2 separate regions of the Urocitellus parryii genome follow, and region 1 is linked to region 2. A link is a contact called in public Hi-C data. All regions are on one chromosome and are shown on one strand. The core of a region is the stretch at or near the end of the contact, and the rest is flanking DNA. Distances in the headings are between cores, read along the strand shown.

The links. A called contact is a pair of places that touch in the nucleus more often than the background predicts.
Region 1: a contact with region 2 is called in a Hi-C map of muscle, with 4 times the contacts expected there. The contact joins the promoter of Castor1 here to the promoter of Hormad2 in region 2. A contact is called at or near these places in 2 of 2 Hi-C or Micro-C datasets (liver and muscle).

What each region holds. Positions count from the first base shown.
Region 1 is chr3:116,201,952-116,207,499 of mUroPar1.hap1, forward strand. It overlaps Castor1 (cytosolic arginine sensor for mTORC1 subunit 1), which reads right to left and starts at 3,887. Exons shown (of 8, transcript XM_026408954.1): 1 at 3,655-3,887; 2 at 2,961-3,031; 3 at 1,607-1,794; 4 at 1,387-1,519; 5 at 1,019-1,142; 6 at 276-358; 7 at 88-182. The coding sequence starts at 3,767.
Region 2 is chr3:116,034,829-116,040,378 of mUroPar1.hap1, forward strand. Hormad2 (HORMA domain containing 2) reads left to right here and starts at 3,940. Exons shown (of 11, transcript XM_026408948.2): 1 at 3,940-3,954; 2 at 5,224-5,277. The coding sequence starts at 3,940. It also overlaps the pseudogene LOC113196845.

The DNA of each region.
Region 1 (5,548 bases), core at 2,637-5,136, 170 kb after region 2:
CTGGCCCAGCTGGGATTACCTTATGGCCCCTCCATTCTGGGCCTCAGTTTCCCTCCAGGATCCCCTGCCCCAACTCATGGTACTCACCAGGGCATGGTCAAAATTGAAAGTGCTGATGTAGTATGCAGAGATGTCAGCAGCAGCCAGGGGACCCGCAATCTGGGCCACAATCCCACATTCATCTAAGGGATAAGGAGGGACACACAAGGCTTACACTGGCCACTGTGGTTACACCATAGGCCTTCCCTACCCCCCAACACAGGGAGTGGCCTCACCGAAGCCTAGGGGCTGTCCACCAATGCGCACCATCCTCCACAGCTCGCCTGAGGAACTGGTCAGCAGGAGGTCACTAGGGAATCTGGGGAGGCATGTGGGTGATAGGCAGGGCACCCCCATCTGTCCCTATCCCACTGTGAGTCCCTAGGGCAGGTGTGCATTTAGACCTCAAAAGTCTGGTGCCCTGCCTTCTCCCTCCCCAGGCTAGCATAGGGTCTGTTGCCCACCTAGAATCAGGAATCATACTTTTTTTGTGTCTCAGCATCCATGACGATAGAGATGTAGCCCTCAATGAGGGAGAAGGCGAAGAATTGGATGGAGCTGGGCTCAGGACTGCCTGGGGCCACTTCCTTGGGGGCACTAGGGAGGGACAGCAGGGTCAGGGTTTCTGCCAAACACCCAGCCCACTCTATCTACTTACAGTCAATCTCTACTGGGAGGTGCTGGTGGGGATGGGGTAGGACAATAAGCCTTGTCCATGCTGAAGATGAAAGACCCCAGAGGTAGAGGATCTGAACAGGGAATGATGGGAGTGGCTCTGCTGACCACAGGAGAAGGCTCTAACTTTGAGGTTAAGACCTTCCCTGAATATCAGTGAAGGGCATGCGGAAACCATGGGCTGCCAGGAACCCTGAGACACAGCAAAGGGAACAGGGTGCAGACGAAGCAGATAGGACAAAGGTGAGTCAGAGTGAAGGAAACAGTGGTGTGAGGACAAAGACCAAATGTACACACAACCCACCTGTGAGAGTAGAAGAGGACATCAATGAGGGTGGTGGCGATGGCTGGCAGTGTCTCAGGGTCCAGTGTGAGAACACAGAAGCGGTTCTGTGGACTCTGAATGGGATGCACTGTGGGGCTGGGCCCTGCTTGAGGTGGACAGGGCGCCAGATGAAAAGGCATTCACGGGCTGGGGCGACCCCTGATGGTCAGTCTGGGAATAACCCCAGGCCGGCTTACCTCAAACTCCAGGAACCAGCCTGGGACCTCCCACTCCTCCTCCCAGCTCAAGAGGCAGTTAGTGTCTGCTGGTTTTCCCATGCTCCCAGACCCACCAGCATAAGGGAAGAGCCCCACTGGAAAGTTTAGGTGTCAAGAGGCAGACCTCACCATGCTGGGCACGAGGAAAGCCGTTGCTGGAATCATCCCTGGCAACAGGTACAGGCTCCCCACCCACTTCACGGTAAATGTCGAACTCCTGGGCCAGAGTGTGGATCACCACAGACAGGTCCTGCTCCCGCACCTGGGCCATAGGCATATGGCACATCACATGGGTCCCCCAGGCACCCATGCCCATGCTGCCTTGTGCCTATACCTATGGGAAACTTACCAGGATGAAGTCTGTCTGGTAAGTGGATAGCATCAGCACAGATACATGGTGCTCGGCCAGTGGCGTGATGACTGAGCGAGCAATTTTAGTGACCCCAGCAGCCTGCACTGCTGCACCACTGTGCGACGATACATTCATCACCAGCCAGGTGGCTTCAGCCACTTGCAGAAATTCCGATGGGGGCAGCTCTGTAGTAGGAGGCAAATGCCTAGTAAGGGCCTTCAGGGCTAGCCCTACCCCTTTCTGAGACTTAATTTCCCTGTCTGTGCCTTGGAGGGTCAGCAATATATAGGCAGGTCTGGAGATGAGAGCTGTCTCCCCCTAATGCTGCAGAGTAATACCCATAGGTATGCAGACTGAGAAGTGCTTTGGGTACTGTGTGTGTGTTGGCGAAGGGGGGGGGTGTTGAACCTTCCCATTAAAGATCTGAACTCCAGACTCAACTAACTGGTTTCAAATCCCAGCTCTGCTAATTACTTGTTATGGGGCAAATGATCTGTTTCCTTATCTGTAAAATGGGATGAAAGTAATGTTTTGAGCATTAACAGAAGCTTTATATCACAAAGCACCACTGGGGGGCGCAAGCAGATTGGGTTAGCCTGTGGGTGGAAGGGCTTTTCCTCGTTTGCAGATCCAGACTTCCCTGAAATTAAGTAGCAACTCGGAACCCAAGGCCTGAAGTGGAGCAGCAAGGAGATAGGACAGCCTCCAGTTGGTTAGTGTGATCCCGGCCTGTAAGGAAGTAACTCTTGCAGAAGTGGGAAGAGACAGCAGCTCCAGGGCCCAGGGAGGGACCAGGCTGGCGGCCAGTTCTGAACAAGGGCCAGGGCCCCGGTTGGCTGCTGTTCCCAGAGGCACAGCCAGGAGGCCCCCAGGACCCTGCCCTGGCTGCCTGCTCCTGCATTCCTTTCTCAACCCTCAGACTCCAGGAGTTCCTAGACCAGCAGGAGAGGAGCTGACGTGTACCCGGGATAAAAGTCCAACAGAAAACAATGCTTAGGGGTTAAAACAGCAGCAGGAACCTCCTTCCCCCACCCCACACATTCAAGTCCGGACCTGTAGCTAAGATACCTGCCCCCCTCCTTACTGGCCTAAGGCAATTAAGTGACCCCTCCCTGACAGTTTCACTTTTATGATACCCTCCTGGGACCCTGCTAGATCACTACCGTAACTATACCCATTTTACAAAAGAGGAAATATCTCAGGGAAAGTGATTTCATCAAGAGAGCCAGTGAGTGGTGGAGTAGAATTCGAACCCAGATCCATCTGCCTTTCAAGGCCCAAGTTCTTGGGATCTGGATCCCAGCATCCGTTAGGAATCCTGCATAAAGGGAGGCATGAGACTAGACCCCACCTTTAAAGCCCTCCTCGTCCACCATGAGCGTGTAATCCTCGGGGGTCTCCGTCAGGCTGAAGAATTTACACCTGGTCGGGAGTAGGGAGGATCTTCAGCCTGGAGTGGAGCACTCCCGGGGGGTGGGGGTGGGGGTGGACTGAGCTCAATTCGTCCCAAAGGACCCCCTGCCAGGCGCCTTCCTGCCCGGCCCCCATCCGCAGGCTCAATTTCCCCTGGCAAAGGGGTGTGGGCCCCATTTCCCCAGGCAAGGGCTGTTGTCCACCTCCAAAACTCCCTCCCCGTAGCCTCCCGCCCCTCCATTACTCCAGGGAGGAGAGGCTCACACCCGAGACAACACCAGGGGCATCGGACCTTGGGCCCCCAGGCCGGCCCCTCTGACCTGATGGGAGGCGTCGGGAAGGAGCTCTCCGTAGTGGCCAGGTAGGAATGCCCCCACTTCACACCATTCGGAGTTAAGCATTTCCCACTCCAGGCTGTTTGCGCCTTGACTGGCCCTGGGATGCAGCCTCCGGGACCGGATAGGCGGCGGTCCCCGGGAGGGTAGGCCCAGGCCGGATGGCGGCCGGAGGGGGAGCGCCTGCCTTCCCGCTCCCGCCCGCCTCGCGACGATCCTAATCCTCCAACCCTGGCCGGGAGAGACAGTGAAGAGCCCCCCCCGCCCCCATCGGCGCCCCCGAACCCGGGAGCGCACCGGCTACGGCGGGGCAGGAAGAGCAGCTTGATGAGAGGGTGGGTGTAGAGCCAGAGACCCTGGCGGGCGAGGCTCAGCACCCGCACCCGGTGCTCTAGGATGTGCAGCTCCATCTCGGCTCGCGCGGCCCCAGCCCCGCCGCCAGCTAAACCGAGGCCGGAGGCGGGGCGGCAGGGGTGGCTCCCCGGACTTAAAGGAGCCGCTGTGCGGGACTATACACGCCGCTCACAACACTGCAGACCCGCCCAACAGGGCACTCAGCTGGGCGCCCAGCTACTTGACGGTCACGCCCTTCAAGATGCGCAGCCTATGCAAGGTGGCCACGCCTTCCACACCAGTACTTCACCCAGCTTCTTCCAGCTCTCCGAGCCCCACCCCGGATGGCTCCACCCCTCTAGCCCTAGCTCCCGAATCACCGCTTGATTCCACTGGGCCTGCGTTCCCTGGGCCCCGCCTTGACCGCGCCCCCACCCTTTGGCTCCGCCCTTTCCACCAGCTGGCGGCTGTTTAGTAGGAACGGGTTTGATTCTGTCCTCTGGGGCACACACGTGGGCATTGTGGTTGAGGGCTTTAAGACTAGGAGGGGCCTTGAGACAAACCGGAGCCTGACTGGGAGTAGAATGCTGCCCCCAAATTCCCGGAACGAGATGTAATTAACTCCCAAGAGTGTGATGGTGTGAGGCATTTCTGTCCTTCCTCTTTCTGGCTTCGTGTGAGGCAAAACCTCCAAAGCTGACTGAAGTTGTGGTGACAAAGGCCCCCCCGTTCCCAAAGCAGTGGCTGCCTAGGATTGGTATTGATAATATCCCCTCTCCACTTTGCAAGTGGGCCACCAGGCCTTGGTGGCCCCATTTTTCTCACCCAGTTCCGGAGAAGACTCCCCACCAGGAGCTCAGAGGTAAGGCGAAACCTAGCCACCTCTGCCAGTCGGGTAGAGCACTGAAGATGCCCCAGCTTGAGGTCCCTCAATAAAAATGATACTCAGAAGTGCCTGGGCTAGGGATGACCAGGGCTCTGCAGGGACAGACCCATGCAATTAAGGCTCACAGGATACTTAGACCTTAGGCCTGGGCTTTGAGCTCTGCAGAGGCCTTTCCGGAGCCTGTAGGCATTAGCAGAACCCAGTTGGCCTAAGCACATCTTAATTTGCTTCAGGCCCAAGGACGCCCCCAGAACTGGCTGGCACCCCAGATTCTTATCAGACCTCTGCAAGGTCTAAGACGACCTCAAGGCTGAGCAGGCATCAGCAAGCTCAGGTGGCTTCATGGTAGAGCTGAGCATGCTCCAAGGGGCTTTTTTTTTTTTTTGGCTCAAGCATCCTCTGGCCTCAAACAGAGGGTTTGAACCAAGTGGGTTAAAGTAATACTGAGCAGGCTTTCTACCTGTTCTGGAACCTCCACCACAAGCACCTAGGGATCACGCTAAACCTATTCCCTGCATTCTTGGATTTGTAGGTATTCCAGGAAACTCTGTGCAACCATGATATCCTGGCCTGTCCCCTAGAGAACTGGAGGAAGGAGGAGTGTTTCTCAGACTGAGCCCATCTCACCCAGGGCAGGTGAAGATAGGGTGGGAAAACACAGGGTAATGGGCAGGGGGAGGAAGTGGGTGGTCTCCCTCGAGCCTCCACTGGTAGTTCACCTCCCTAGGCTTCAGTATCCCCAGCTGTACCAGAAAAAGATGTCTCATACACAACCAATGCCTAAAAGCTCACAGGCTCTGCTCCTCCCTCCACCCTCCCCACCCACTATGGCCTGGCTGAGCCTGGTCTCCTGCCAGGAACAGCTCCTATTGTTTGACTGGAAAAGCTGCTTCCTCAGCAGAAGGGGGGGGGGGCCTTTCTCAGGGACACCCTGTCCTCAGCCTTGCCAGTCATCAGTTGTGACCAAATGCC
Region 2 (5,550 bases), core at 2,690-5,189:
CACCCCCAGTCAAGAAGGCCAAGAGGAAGCTGGCTACCACACCCAAGAAAACCAAAAAAAAAACCCAAGGTTATCAAAGCCAAGCCCATCAAAGCATCCAAACCCAAGAAGGCCAAACCAGTGAAGCCCAAAGCCAAGTCCAGTGCCAAGAGGGCTGCCAAGAAGTGACAATGAAGGTTTTTCTTATGGACACTCCTTCCTCTCTATTTTCTGTAAATACTTTTCTCCATTCTTCTCTCTCGGTCCTCATCTATAACCCTTTGCCCCATTCTATTCTGATTTTATTAGAGACAGAATTTGGATTCCTCAGAAATTGTAGAATAATTTCCTTTTCCTTAACCAGTTGTACAAGGACAGCAACAACCAATCTCATCTGTGTAATGATGAGGATATACTTATATTTTGTTTTGTTGATTTGCTAGTAATATTACAGGGTTAGGGATTTAGGTGGGTATGTGTGTTTTGTTGAGTAGTTTGTTCACTATGAAGATAGATGGCAGAGGACAGAACAGGCAAGGTAGTTTGTTCTGGCTAGACGAGTGGGAACCCAGAACTACAGGGGTTGTAGGAGTATCTTTAAGTCTTTCTTTAAGTTGGGCACCCCTTTTGAGACTTTCAGAACCTTTGGTGGGGAGGAAAGGGGTGGCAGCTTCGAGCAGCAAAGAAGGGAAGTAGAAAAAGCTCTCCCTGGAGTGACTTCCCAATGATGAGCAGTGGCAGGTCCAAGCCCAGTTTCCTTCTCACTTTTGTTAATCTGCCCTTATGGTCTCTCTGTTTTCTTAAGGAAGGGGATGGGGTCCAAGTAATGGTTGGGAGAAGCTAAAGCTTTTGCCAGTCAGCTAGAAACTATCCATTGGAGGGTCTTTGGGCTTCACAAAGTCCCCTGTTAAATGGAAGTGGAAACTTTTGGGGAAGGTGAGAGGAATCAGTCAGCCAAGTGCTTCAGTGTGCACTGTTGAAACTTTGGGTTTTTCCACATAATTGATGGATTGTGTCCTAGAAGGACTTTTTGGTGGTTGTCTCTATTGCATAAGACATGGCTTTATCTGGTCTCACTAGTCACTTAAAAACCTCCTGACCTCTTTTTACTTCTGAGTCTTTTATAAATAGTTATAGACAGGGAAGGGGAAGGACAGGAAGTTGACAGTAAGACAATGCAGTTGATTTTGAATTTGCCAAGCAGTTTTAGAGACTAGGTCTGTGTATATGTATATATGCCTGGCTAGGGCTAATATTTAACATTACACACTGGGAGCTGGGAGAAAAAGAAAAAAAACTGTACAGTTGTCTTCCTTTTATTTTTAATAAAATAGGAAAATCACCCACTTGCATTCCCCCCCTACACACACACCTTTTTCAAACAAGTGTTATTTGTGCCAGGAAAAGATTTGCTATCATCATAATTTTAAAACTTTGCATTCTTATGCATCATAATTATATCTAGAATGTCTTTTGTACATTCTAAAATCATTTTTATGGATATAGAAAAGCTTTGGGGAAGTTCTTTTTCATCTAAAGACCTGTTGAGGGGTAGTTTCTGCTTCTGTGTGACAGAATTATAAAACTTAAGCAGTAGAATTGTGTTATATAGTAAAAGGATCTCAATCACTTGCTAGCACTATGATCTGGCAAATAATTTATTTCCTAGGTTTCTTTTTGGCACCTGAGGCATGAGTACATTTTATTAGATTAACTCAAAGATCCTTTCAGTTTTAAAATGCTGTGCAAGGCCTAAAAAAGGATTGAGGGTAGATCTACCCAACTAATTTTCTCAACCTTAATCTTAAGATAAATTCCTATTTATTATTAAGGCCACATAAGTATTAAAAATAATTTCATCTATGTTAGTGTAGTCTCACTACAATTGTAACAGTTAAAGTATATTCTATCACCAAGTTTTGGAATCCCCAGAACCTAACCAAATTTGTATTTTATCATATTGAGGCTTGCTGGTAATAGAAGCTTATAAGTATGACTTGGTCTTAAAAATAACTTCATCATCTGGGAATGGAACCACGATTTGACTCAGCTGTCCTTCTCCTTGATCTATACCCAAAAGACTTAAAAACAGAATACTACAAGGACACAGCCACATTATAGCAGCATAATTCACAATAGCTAAACTGTGGAGCCAACCTAGATGCCCCTCAATGGATGAATGAATTTAAAAAAATGTGGCATATATACACAGTGGAATTTTACTCAGCAATAAAAGAGAATAAAATCATGGCATTTGCAGGTAAATGGATGGCATTGAAGAAGATAATGCTAAGCGAAATTAGCCAATCCCAAAAAAACAAATGCCGAATATTTTCTCTGATATAAGGAGGCTGACTCATAATGGGGTAGGGAAGGGGAACATGGGAAGAACTGATGAAATCTAGATAGGGCAGAGGGATGGGAGGGAAAGGGTGGTTAGCAAGGATGGTGGAATGTGATAGACATCATTATCCAAAGTACATATGAAGACACAAATTGGTGTCAATATACTTTATATACAACCAGAGATATGAAAAATTATGGTATATGTGTGTAATAAGAATCATAATGCATTCCACTGTCATTTATTTAAAAAAAAAAACTTCATCAACCCTAGCCAGAGCAATTAGGCAAAAAAAATTAAAAGGATATGAATAGGAAAAGAAGACCTCAAACTACTCCAATTTGCCAACGATATTCTATATTTAGAAGACCAAAAACACTGTACCAAAAAGCTTTTAGAATTCATAAATAAATTCAGCAAAGTAACAAGATAACACCCATAAATCAATTGTGTTCTATACACCAGTGATGAATCAGCTGAAAGAGAAATTAGGAAAACTATCCCATTCACAATAGCCTCAAAAAAATAGTGGGAATTAATTTAACAATAGAGGTGAAAGATCTCTACAATGCAAACTGCAGAACACTGAAGAAAGAAATTGAAAAAGGTCTTAGAAGATGCAAAGACCTCCCATGTTCTTGGATAGGCAGAATTAATACCATACAGATTTGATACAATTCCTATTAAAACTCCAATGATGTTCTTCACAGAACTAGAAAAAGCAGTCATGAAATACATTTGGCAAAATAAGAGGCCCAGAATAGTCAAACTAATCTTTAGTGAGAAAAGTGAAGCAGGAAGCATCACAATACCAGACTTTAAATTATAGTACAGAACTACAGTAACAAAAACAGCAAAATATCTGCATAAAAATAGACACGAAGACCAATAGAACAGAAGACACAGAGACAAACCCACACAAATACAGTTATCTTATACTAGATAAGGCACCAAAAACATACATTGGAGAAAAGATAGCCTCTTCAATAAGTGGTGCTGAGAAAATTGGAAGTCCATATACATTGGCTGTGGCTCTCAACACATATACAGTAAATGAAATTTATCTCCTATCTTTCACCCTACACAAAACTCAATTCAAAGTAGATCAAGGACCTAAGTAAGCATTAAACCAGAGACCCTATGGCTACCAAAAGAAAATATAGGCCTGCATCTCCATTATGTTGTCTTAGGAACAGACTTCCTCAGTAAGACTCCTAGAGCACAAGAAGTAAAATCAAGTATCAATAAATGGAATGGTATCCAACTAAAAAGCTTCTTTGCAGCAAGGGAAACAAGCAAGAGTATAAAGAGAAAGCCTACATAATGGGAGAAAATCTTTTCCACCTGCACCTCAGAGCATTAATCTCCTGGATATATAAAGAACTCAAAAAACTTAACACCCAAAAACAAATAACCCAATCAATGAATGGGCACTAAATAGGCACTGAATAGGCACTTCACAGAATAGGCATCGAATAGGCACTTCTCAGAAGAAAAAATATGAATGGTCAACAAATATATAAAAAAATATTCAACATCTCTAGCAATTAATGAAATGCAAATCAAAACTACACTGAAATTCCATCTCACCCCAGTCAGAATGGCAATTATCAAGAATGATAATTGTAACAGTAAGTAACAGTAACAGTAAATGTTGGCGAGGAAATTGCTAGTGGGACTGCAAATTGCTGTAACACCATGGAAAACAATATGAAGATTCCTCAGGAAACTTGGAATGGAACCACCAATTGACCCAGTTATCCTCAGCATATACCCAAAGGACTTAAAATCAGCATATTATAATAACAGCCACATCAATGTTTATAGTAACTCAATTCACAGTATCTAAGCTATTGAACCAACCTAGATGCCCTTCAACAGACGGATAGATAAAGAGAATGTAGAATATTACTCAGCCATAAAGAAGAATGAAATTGTGGCATTTACTGGTAAGTGGATGGAACTAGTTACTATCATGCTAAGTGAAATAAGCCAATCCTAGAAAACCAAAGGCCAAATGTTCCCTCTGATATGTGAATGCTAACACATAATAAGGAGGGGGAGGAGGGAAGAATAGAAGCATTGGATTACACAAAGGGAAATGAAGGAAAGGGTGGGGGATGGAAACAGGAAAGAGTAGAATGAATCAGACATAACTTTCCTGTTATATATGAGTACACGACCAGTGAAACGCCACATCATACACAACCACAAGAATGGGATCCTAATTAGAATAAATTATACTCTATGTAACTATCATATATATATCATATGTAAAATTTTTTAAATCTTTTTTTGGAAAGTGGGGTACCAGGGATTGAACTCAGGGACATTTTACCACTGAGCTACATCCTCAGCCCTATTTTGAATTTTATTTGGAGACAAGGTCTCAATGAGTTGCTTAGCACCTCACTTTTGCTGAGGCTGGCTTTGAACTCGCGATCCTCTTGCCTGAGCCTCCCAAGCTGCTGGAATTACAGGCATGCACCACTGAGCCTAGCTAAAATTTTTAAAAAATAAAAATTTTTAAAGAACTTCATCAGATTTGAGGACTACTACTTTGCTACACATATAAGATACTTCTGGTGGTCCTAGGGCTGTAGATGTTTTTTAACTCAAGCATTTAATAATAGAAGAAAACTTCCCTATCCAAGTTTCAGGAATTTCCTGTTTCTTTAAGGATTAAATACAATTTTTTTATGTGGCATTCTAGATTTGCTACATCTTGGTTTCTATGTCCTTCTCCCTTTTTATTCCCATTATACCCTGCTTGAACTCTCAGCATCATGATTTCAACCTGATACCTGTGTCCCAGATGTGTCATAGCATTCTTGCTTCCTTGCCTGAACTAATTGTATTCCTCTTTCTTGCCACTTGTTCAAATCCTACCTTTTTTTCAGGACCCAACTAGGTCTCGTTTTGCCTACAAAGCCTTCACTCAGGGCCAGCCTCAGGTAACCAATAGCTCACCTTCTCTTCCTGGAGCCTCTAGTGTCTCTCCATTCATTTACTACTTATTCTCAGCTGTCTGGTATGCTAACTTCTCTTTTATGTCCAAGTCTTTTCTTTTTGATAGGATTGTAAATTCCATGAGGCTACTGGTGTTTTCCCTCCCCCCACTCCTCCCCCCCCCTCTAGTATTGGGGATTGAACCCAGGGTCACTTGACCACTGAGCCACATCCCAGCCCTTTTCATATTTTATTTTGAGACAGGGTCTCCCTAAGTT